Regions from separate parts of the Mus musculus genome. Here all the other regions are linked to region 2. The links are chromatin contacts, called in public Hi-C and promoter capture Hi-C maps. All regions are on one chromosome and are shown on one strand. Each heading gives the region's core, a stretch centred on a gene start, on an enhancer-like site or on the middle of the called end of the contact. The rest is flanking DNA. Distances are from core to core; before and after follow the strand shown. Region 1 holds the start of Rpusd4 (RNA pseudouridylate synthase domain containing 4). Region 2 holds the start of Vps26b (VPS26 retromer complex component B). Region 3 holds the start of 4930581F22Rik (RIKEN cDNA 4930581F22 gene).

The links. Promoter capture Hi-C pulls out the DNA fragments that hold promoters and counts their contacts. A called contact is a pair of places that touch in the nucleus more often than the background predicts.
Region 1: a Hi-C map of CD8 T cells shows a contact between it and region 2, with 4 times the contacts expected there. The contact joins the promoter of Rpusd4 here to the promoter of Vps26b in region 2. A contact is called at or near these places in 2 of 484 Hi-C or Micro-C datasets (CD4 T cells and CD8 T cells).
Region 3: a promoter capture Hi-C map of pre-B cells shows a contact between it and region 2. The contact joins the promoter of 4930581F22Rik here to the promoter of Vps26b in region 2. A contact is called at or near these places in 1 of 39 promoter capture datasets (pre-B cells) and 1 of 484 Hi-C or Micro-C datasets (CD4 T cells).

Annotation. Positions count from the first base shown.
Region 1 is chr9:35,266,471-35,269,327 of GRCm38.p6, reverse strand. It overlaps Rpusd4 (RNA pseudouridylate synthase domain containing 4), which reads right to left and starts at 1,447. Exons shown (of 7, transcript NM_028040.2): 1 at 1,250-1,447; 2 at 761-926. The coding sequence starts at 1,438. Fam118b (family with sequence similarity 118, member B) reads left to right here and starts at 1,523. Exons shown (of 8, transcript NM_194257.2): 1 at 1,523-1,605.
Region 2 is chr9:27,028,701-27,031,674 of GRCm38.p6, reverse strand. Vps26b (VPS26 retromer complex component B) reads left to right here and starts at 1,581. Exons shown (of 6, transcript NM_178027.4): 1 at 1,581-2,276. The coding sequence starts at 2,054. Ncapd3 (non-SMC condensin II complex, subunit D3) reads right to left here and starts at 1,510. Exons shown (of 36, transcript NM_178113.4): 1 at 1,176-1,510; 2 at 845-1,052. The coding sequence starts at 905.
Region 3 is chr9:35,115,204-35,118,205 of GRCm38.p6, reverse strand. It overlaps 4930581F22Rik (RIKEN cDNA 4930581F22 gene), which reads right to left and starts at 1,478. Exons shown (of 6, transcript NR_029475.1): 1 at 1,366-1,478; 2 at 1-837. St3gal4 (ST3 beta-galactoside alpha-2,3-sialyltransferase 4) reads left to right here and starts at 1,342. Exons shown (of 11, transcript NM_009178.4): 1 at 1,342-1,508. It overlaps LOC115487216 (a long non-coding RNA gene), which reads left to right. Exons shown (of 3, transcript XR_003948311.1): 3 at 918-1,006.

The sequences.
Region 1 (2,857 bases), core at 198-2,697, 8.2 Mb before region 2:
AGAGAATAAATAGTAAGGCAAGAACTCGTTACGAAACCTAGAGGAACTGCCACCAAAGGAGTGATTTATTCCAACTAAAATATTTTTTTTTTTGCTAAAATATTTACTTTCCTCCTGCAGACCTTTGACAAATGTTTTTTTTTTTTTTTTTTTTTTTTCCCTTTCAATTCTGACTCACTTCAGCCGTCCCCCATCAGAACACTCAGCAGCATCAGGACATCTATTAAGTTCCAGTCCCTCTGGGGTTACTGTGTACCGCAACCGTGTGTATTATTTCCTCTTCCCAGCCTTGTCTCTCTACCTCTCTCATTTTGAAATGAAGTTTTGCTGCTGCTGAGACTGATCTGAACATGAACACCGGATCCTCCCCTAGACCTGGGGCGGCAGTCGCACACTGGCTCCCAACTCCTTTTTCGTTGTTGTTTTGTTTTAACCACTTTGATGGAAAATAACAGTTAGCAAGTAACTTTTTGTATTTCTCCGCATCGATTCTTGTGGGTGGCTGTACACAGCCCACAGTGCAGAACTGAGCTTCTGTATCTCTCTGCAATAATTCCTGTGGGAGGCTGCATACAGCTCACTGTCAGGTATCTGCAAGTGGGGACTAGACACTGGTTTGTTACCAGTAGTCACATACATGGGATAATAAGGTTTAATTAACTTGAATTCAAGAGTGTCTCATGAATAAAGCTTCAGGGGTGACCCTAGATGGAAGAGGAAGCAGCAGCAGGTTTCTCTCCTTAGCCCACATGGCTCTTACCATGGACAGGGAGACCATAGGGTTTATTAATGACCACGAGGTCGTTGTCCTGGTGGAGAATCCTTCGGCTCAGTTCCTTAGCAAGCACATTGGGGTGAACTCGCTGCAGCTGCTGTGTGAATCGCACTAGTTCCTGCACTCTCCGCTGAACGGGGTTTGTAGGCACCTAAGGAAAGAGAAAGGTGGAAAAAGCTTAATGAAGGAGTGAAGCGCTGGGAATGGCCTTAAGTGCGATTTAGGTGGAAATCCGTGGAATGACTGTACTGTATAATTTGACTCATGTTTCCTTTGGGACCATACATAGCCATCTGTCTTATCTGCATACCCACGCGGTGGGTCTGGCAGTAGCAAAAGTGCGGTATTCCGACTACCACACAGAATATTCTCAACATTGATGTACTTGCTGTTACAGGACCTGCCTACCACACCCCACACCTAAGAAAGCCGTGAGAGCATCGCTTCTCGGAAGTTGAGTCTCTCTAGACTCACCCGCACTTCCTTTGCCTTTTGCTCTTGTTTCTGGGCTCGGAGCTTCTCTGCCAATCTCTGAGCATTCAGGGGCCTAGAGGAAGTAGCGCTGGAACAAAACGACCAGGAGCCGGGAGTGAACAATCTCCCGGGACGCGAACTCATACTCAAAAGCTGGACACCAGGCGTACGCAAGCAGGGCGCGGCCATCTTGGCGAGGGCGGGGCCGGACAGCGCGGAGAGGAGGAAGGGGGGGGGGGTGGGCCCTGCTGATCACGTGGGCAGGTAGCCTACGGGTCACGTGGGGCGGTGCGCGCTCAGTGCGGCTGCGCCGGCCGGTAGCTGCAGCTGGAGCGGTGGCGTTTGGAGCAGACGCGGTGAGTGTGTGGGGAAGCCAGGCGAGGGCTGGGAAATGCCGGTGCCCCAACGGTTTTCGCATGGCCCGGATCTCCATTCTTGGAGAGCACTGCCCTGGCAAGCGTGTCTCGCTTCGGGGCACGACTCCACGCAGAAACACTTCCCCGCCCCCGCGTCCTTAGAAGTGAAGCTGGCTGCTCCTCAGTCTTTACCGGCACCTGTCTGGTCCCTCTTAGCAACCAGGTCCTCGGCGGGTCCTCAGAGGGACGTGTGGTGTTCTTTCTCGTTTTCTTGCCGCTCGTCCTCCGGAGATCCCCAGATCTCTCATATTCCAACCTCCCGCTTTGCGACTGCCAACCCCTTTGTTTCGCGTTGTTTGTAGCCAGTCCTCCCGAAGATGACGGTTCTTTTCCTTCATCCAGGACCCCCGCCCCATACGTCCTACCTCGAGAGCGCTACGGGTTTATACTGACCTTTCTCTAGAGTTCGTTTCTTGGGGTCTCCTCTTTCTTCCCTTATCTACTCTTCCCAAGGAAAGTAAAGAGCTTTTCCCCCTTTGCCTCCTTTAGTCTTTCCTTCCATAGCTTGAAACCGTCGAACCCTCTCTCTCTCTCTCTCCCTTTCCTACAAGAGACTCCCGAACTGCAAACGACGACTCTCCTATCGCCAAAGGGCAGCTGGGAATATGAACAGCTGTTTTGGAATGGTAATCTCGAAAACACCTTGGGATGCGCATGCCGTTTGCTGGGGAAGCTGATGCTGAAGGGATGTCGTGAGAACTAGTGACTCTTCCCTCAAGATAGCCAGATTGCATTTCAGTTAGAGAATGAATAGTTGAATTAGGCTTGGGTGTTTCTCCCTCCAAAATGAATTAGCAGAAGGAAACCACATGTGAAACAGTTGAACAGGTGAATAGCCTCAGAAGACTAGAAGTTGAAGAATTTAAACTTCATGTGATAGTTGGATCTTTGAAACTTCTTGAGAAATCCCTTGCAAGTGGTATTGTAGAGAGGAATGTGGCAATACAAAGCAGGACAGATCAAAAAGGAAAGTATATCCGGGAAACCAACTAGGCTGCTGTAATGTAGATGATCATTAATGAAGCCCCGTCCCATTCCGCGGTCTTTTCCCCCCTGCTAAGTACTGTCCTTGAAATGTGAATTACCAGCTATACAGTCAAGGTGTGATGTGAATTACTGGAGGACTTCTTTCATCCCCAAACCTGTTAATATAGTAAGCTCACAAATATTTTATGTGGCTGCAGTGATTCTG
Region 2 (2,974 bases), core at 332-2,831:
CAAGTCAAAAAGCAGGAGCTGATGCAGAGGCCATGGAGGGATGTTCTTTACTGGCTTGCTTCTCCTGGCTTGCTCAGCCTGCTCTCTTATAGAACCAAGACTACCAGCCCAGAGATGACACCACCCATAAGGGGACCTCCCCACTTTATCACTAATTGAGAAAATGCCTTACAATTGGATCTCATGGAGGCATTTTCCCAACTGAGACTCCTTTCTCTGTGATAACTCCAGCCTGTGTCAAGCTGACACACAAAACCAGCCGGTACAAGAACCATCTAGCTGAATTTATGATCACAAATTCTAAGAAAAAAAAAATCAACCTGAACATTGAGATTGTCTGTTTAAAACCACCTGGGGAATAGACTTAGGACTCCAGCAAGACTAGGTAGAACAAAGGTGACAGATGGAGATAACTGAGGCACTAGCACTATTAAAGGCCAATTATTAGCTTTTCATGTTGCTGCTGCTATTGTTATTATCACTGAGACACTCCTATTATTATTGTTTTATTATTATTATTATTGAGACTGGTTTAAATTCATTTGTGTGGCCCAGGATGGTCTTGAACTCATGGCAATCCTCCAGCCTCGACCTCCCGCATGCTAGAACAGTTTAGCTCTCTTTTCTACCAATTACTCGTCTGGACTCAGATCCCACCGTAAGTTTGGCTGGCCTTCACCCGGGCAGATTGTCACAATCCTGGGGCTCACGGTCAGTGCAGAGACCAGGGCTTCCCCTTCCCCCACCCCTACCCCTACCCTCACCGAGACGCAAGCTTGGATACATTAGGCGGAACAAAACACCCCAAGCCCCGAACCCAGAACCCGCGGCTGCGTTTCCTCACCGAGGCTGAGACCCAGCGGACACCAAGGCTGCAAGTTTTCTCCAAGATCCTGCAGCGCCATTCCGACCGTGGACGTACCGGCTCGCCGTCGCTCCCGCGCGCGCTCTGAGACGTTTTGGCGGACCAGTCACAACGTTCGGGATTTACAATCGACCAATCACCGCGCTGAGCCGTGTTCGTAACCCAAGCCAATGGGCTGGGTCGCCCACTGCGTGCGCATAAGTGGGCGGGGCAAAGACTGGAAGTTAAACAAGGCTAGCGAGGACTTTTTCTTTTTCCCTTAGCATTCCAGTTAATGTTGGGGTCAGGACGTCACTAGTGTTTTTCTTACCGTCATATCGTTCTTACACGGCAGGGAACCTAGAGGCCAGCGGGGACAGCATACTTCCTGTAGTAGCGGTCACATTTGCCCCTTCCGGTGACACTGAGCGTGCATGGGAAAGGCACCTCATCCCGTCAGACAGCACGCAAGCGTTGCTCGTATTCAAATGTGAAGAGTAGCCTGGCGTTTATCAGGCTAAGAAGGAAGAGAAATGCAACCGGAATATTACAAGGAGGCACTTGCAGTGCTAGGACTTGACGGAACATCTGGGCCCGAGTTCTACTGGAGAGAGGCCAGAGCCGCCATGTAAACAAAGCGCCCTTTGGCACTGCACATGCGCAGATGAGCGCACCCCTTGACGGCCTGGAGGGGGTAGGGAAAGCGAGGGGGGGGGGGGGGAGAGAAGACGTGCGCGTGCGCGTGGCATCATCTTCGCATCCGGGCCGGAGTTCTCCTGCCCCTTCCCCCGCCCGGCGCCGCCGTAGCACTTCGGTGCGTTACGCCGCGGGAGTCCAGGCAGTTCTGTGTGTGCGGCTGGGCGCTGGACCCCACCCGGTGGGCGACGAGACGCGCGTGCTTGGCGCCTTTCCTCCCAGGGCCCTAGTCGCTGCACCGCCAGGATCTGCGTTGGTACTGTGTCTGGCCTCTCGGTGCATCGCTGCTCTGGGCGCCGCAACCCGCAGCCGACCTCCTTCCTCCGCCCTGCCTCACCCCAGGGGCGCAGGCCATCGGCGATCGCCCACCGCCCAGCTCAGAGCGAGCGGGGCTGCGGTGCAGCGTCCAGCGCGTTCCCGCAGCCGGCCCTCCGGCCTGCCTTCCCCGAAGGCAGCTCGCGCCTGGGAGGGAGGGAGCAGTCTGTGCCGACACCGGCGCGGCCAGGCGGGGAGATGAGCTTCTTCGGCTTCGGGCAGAGCGTGGAGGTGGAAATCTTGCTGAATGATGCGGAGAGTAGGAAGCGAGCGGAGCACAAGACTGAGGACGGGAAGAAGGAGAAATATTTCCTCTTCTACGACGGGGAAACCGTCTCGGGGAAAGTGAGCCTATCACTGAAGAACCCCAACAAGCGACTAGAGCACCAGGGCATCAAGATCGAGTTCATTGGGCAGATCGGTGAGTCTATTCCCTGGGACCTTCCCAAAACCGGGACGTCAGCCTGCCCCTGGACTCGAGTGTGGGACGGGCTGGGAGCAGAGATTTTCAGTGCCCAGCTCCTGCGAGGCCTGCGACAGGTTCTTTTCAACTGTAATCTAAAGCCTGAGATTCACCCACGAGTCCCGCCCGTGGGCGACTCCCCCATGCATTCATTACCTTCTTCCGTGCCAAAAGTGACAGCGTGCTGCTGGGGAGGTGGGGACAGCCTAGATAGGGTAGGGAGCCCTCTGCTGTATGGTCGGATGCTCACCTGGTGCTTGGATATCCCCATTGTCTCTGCAGTATGCTTCCAGCTTTGCTTCTAGTAACCGGGATTTCATAGTGTGGTAGACAGTATCCTGCAGGTGGGTTTGACAGCTACAGCTGTCAGATCCAATCCAAAGTTAAGCAGTGACCCCACCCACCTATCCATCATCCCTCCTCCCCCTTTAAAATACAGTGCAGTGGACCGGGCTCATAAATTCCGTCTATCTATCTCACCTCCATTCTGTATTACATTGCATGTGCATGTTTTGAATACCTGTAACCTGCCTCTTTCTGACTGCCTCTATTTCTCAAACTTCCTTAGTACCATGCTGGTATTTAGTTGTCTGATTTTCTCCTTAAAGTCAAAGAAGTGATGCTGCAAAGACTATAATTAAATGATCAAAAATTTG
Region 3 (3,002 bases), core at 229-2,728, 8.1 Mb before region 2:
TTTTTCCCTTGCCAAACACAGAGACATAGTCATTGTATTGTCTATTCCCAGCTTAGCTCCAGACCAGGACATGAAATGTAATAAATATTTGTTGAGTGACTAGGTGACTGTCAGGCCAAAGGTACCATTCAAATAAAACTAGGTTTTGGTGAGCTGCCAAAGAGCTTCCACCTATGCAAGGTATAATTCAGATGGAAACAGCCGGAATGGAAGAAGCTGGAGGCCACCTCTTCGTTTTGTTGTGAATTGGAGAGTCCCAACACATGAGACCTCCAGCTTCCCCTGACGATGACTTTAAACTCCGTTAAAACCCTGGGCACTTACTGTCAGTTATTCACATCTTACTTACACTTAGTCACATCCTGTGCCGCCTGTTTCTTGATGGGAGTCCAGCACAACACCCGCCACCCCTTCTCTGCAACTAGATAGCAAGCTTCCGGGGGAAGGGGGACTGGATCTAATACTTTCCTTGTAGCCCCAGGGTGCTCAAGCTAGGAACTGGGTAACACTGTGCTGACTCCTGAAATGGACAGTCCTGCAGGGTGGTTTCTGCACTGTTTGCAGTCCAGGCAATTCTAGAGCCCACGGCATCAGGGTTAAAGGCTTGAAGGGGTTTCCTCTGGAGACAGGATGCCTGGCGCCTTCAGCAAGAACGGAAACTGAGAAGTTATCCAAGGCTAAGAGAGGGTATGCAAAGGAGGAAGAGCTAAGGGAGCAGTTTGGGGCGCATAGGCCGGCCTGGGGCAGAGAAAAGGCTCGTCAATTTAGGTCACCTGACTGCCATGAGGGCATGGGAGGATATTGGAAGGATGGACTTCTATTCCTGTTCTTGAGTTTCTGTAGAGAGAAAAGGATACTTTTTTTTTTTTTAACCGCGCGGGGACAGCAAAGAAGCCTTTCTTGGTTATTGTTTCCAGGAGAGCGTGGGATCAGTGCTAGAGGCAACGTTGGGCATACTCATCTTGGAGCCATTCACAGGCAGCGCTTGCCCTGGGTTTGCCCTCACCCGATCCAGCCTCCCGCACCCCGGCCGTCTCTCTCCAGGCCAGGGAGGCCTCCAGGCCAACCCCAGTCTCCCCGCGGCCTCACACCCTCGCCCTCCTTCCTCTGCGCCCTCCCTCCCTCCTTACTCCCTCCTTTCTCTGCGTCCTCCCTCCTTCGGCGCGCCCTCCCTCCTCGATGCCCTCCCTCCCTTCTTAGCTCCCTCCTTTCTCCGCGCCCTCCCTCTCTCGGTGCGCCCTCCCTCCAGCGCGGCGTTCGCGGCTGTCGGCTTCCCGACCGTGTGCGCAAGCGTGTCCGGCCCCTTCCCCGCCCCCCGCCCCCCGCCCAAGCCCTGGCCCCCGCCTCCCCTTCAGGCGGACTTGCCCGCTCCCAGGCCGGCCCCGCTCCCGGGACAGGGACCGGGCCGAGCGGAGCCACTGCGCCAGTGCTGCCCCGCCAGTCGGGGCGCCTAACGGATCGGAGCTGCGCGCGGATTTACCTCGCCCCGCCCCGCTCCACCCGCGAGGGTGAGTACGCGGCAGCCGGGCTCTGGGGCCCCGCGGCGGAGGGCGGGGAGTGACGGGGCTGCGAGGCTGCAGCCTCCCGCCACGGCTCGGAGAGGTGGTCGGGGGGCCCCGCACGTGGACGCCACGCTGCACGGGGTTGGTGTAGGGTGGCCACAGCCCTGGGGAGCTGGGTCCCTTGCTTGGACTAGATTTTCGCGGGAAGCCTGACTTGTCTCGCTCTCTAGGAGTGAGTGAGCAGGACAATCCTCCGGAAAGTTTCTAACCCCCAACCCTGTCGCTCTTGCGTCCTAGCTGAATGGGTGACTATCACCTCTAGCATCCTCCGAAGTCAGGACGTGTGGGCTGGCTTTGCTAGAGGTGACAAGTTTTGCAGGGTCTGCCTGTGTGCTGGAGTTGCAAGGTCGCTGAGGCAAAGCCCAAAGGTGGGCTTGCCAAATTGCAGGGTGGCTGTGTCCAGGGATTAGGGGGGGTCTTTGGGCCAACTGTGCTTCAAAGTTGCCTGGGTAATGGGCAGTGAGAAGGCCTAGGATAAGACTGAGAAGTTAACCTAGAGCTGGGGCAGAACCCTTGTCTATGTCTGTTCTAGGTGCCTCTCTGAGACCCTTGCTGGCTGAGACCTATGGGCAGCCCCGAGATGCCAACGTGTCTTGTACCACTGCCATTCCTCCCAGACCGAGGGGTAGACTTTCTGGTTTATGAGTCTGATCTACTCTGTTCTCTGTCCTCTAGGCTAGATCCTCCCCCCCCCCTCCCCCCGGTCAGGCTTAAAAGGCTAGTCTGGGTTTGAATAGTACCACAGTGATAGTTGTCTCTCACAAGGGGCACACACCAATACCACAGGGCAGGGTCAGTGCTACAGATCCCACTTGGCCCCTCCAGGCCTCTCTACCCAGGGGGTTGTAAACGAATTGATATGTGTAAGTATCAGGGGTACAGAGGGAATGTTGTGAGTTTGCTAGTGAAACACCATCCATAACCTTACTTTCCCAGGCACCCCTAGAGTGCTACCTAGGAGGTGCCAGTCACTTAGGGCCTCAGAAATAACTGGACATGTTTTGTTCTGTTGGGAGTTGGTCTGCAAACATCCTTTGAGAAAACTGACACCGCTCGGCTTCCTCAAACTTATTCTGCCTCTGCCCTACTCTGAGCATCCCCTATGGCCTGTCCTGTTGCATAGGGGAAGGCATCTTTGGCTGCTTACTGAACCCTGGGCCTCACCTCCCACTCATTTCACCCTCCTCAACACATCCGATCCCCCAGCCCCACTACAGCAAGCCAGGAGTTGGGCCAGTCCCCAAAGATTTCAAGGTGATGATGGAGATAAAGAGAGGTATGCAGGCAGAAGTCATAAAAGTAAATTAGGGACTGGGGGTGTGGTTCAGTGACAGACGGAGCTGCCTACAATCCCAGTACTGGGGGGGGGGGCGGCGGGGGGGGGGGAGGACGGACAACGACACAAGGAATGCAGTTGGTAAAGTGTTTACCTGTCATAAA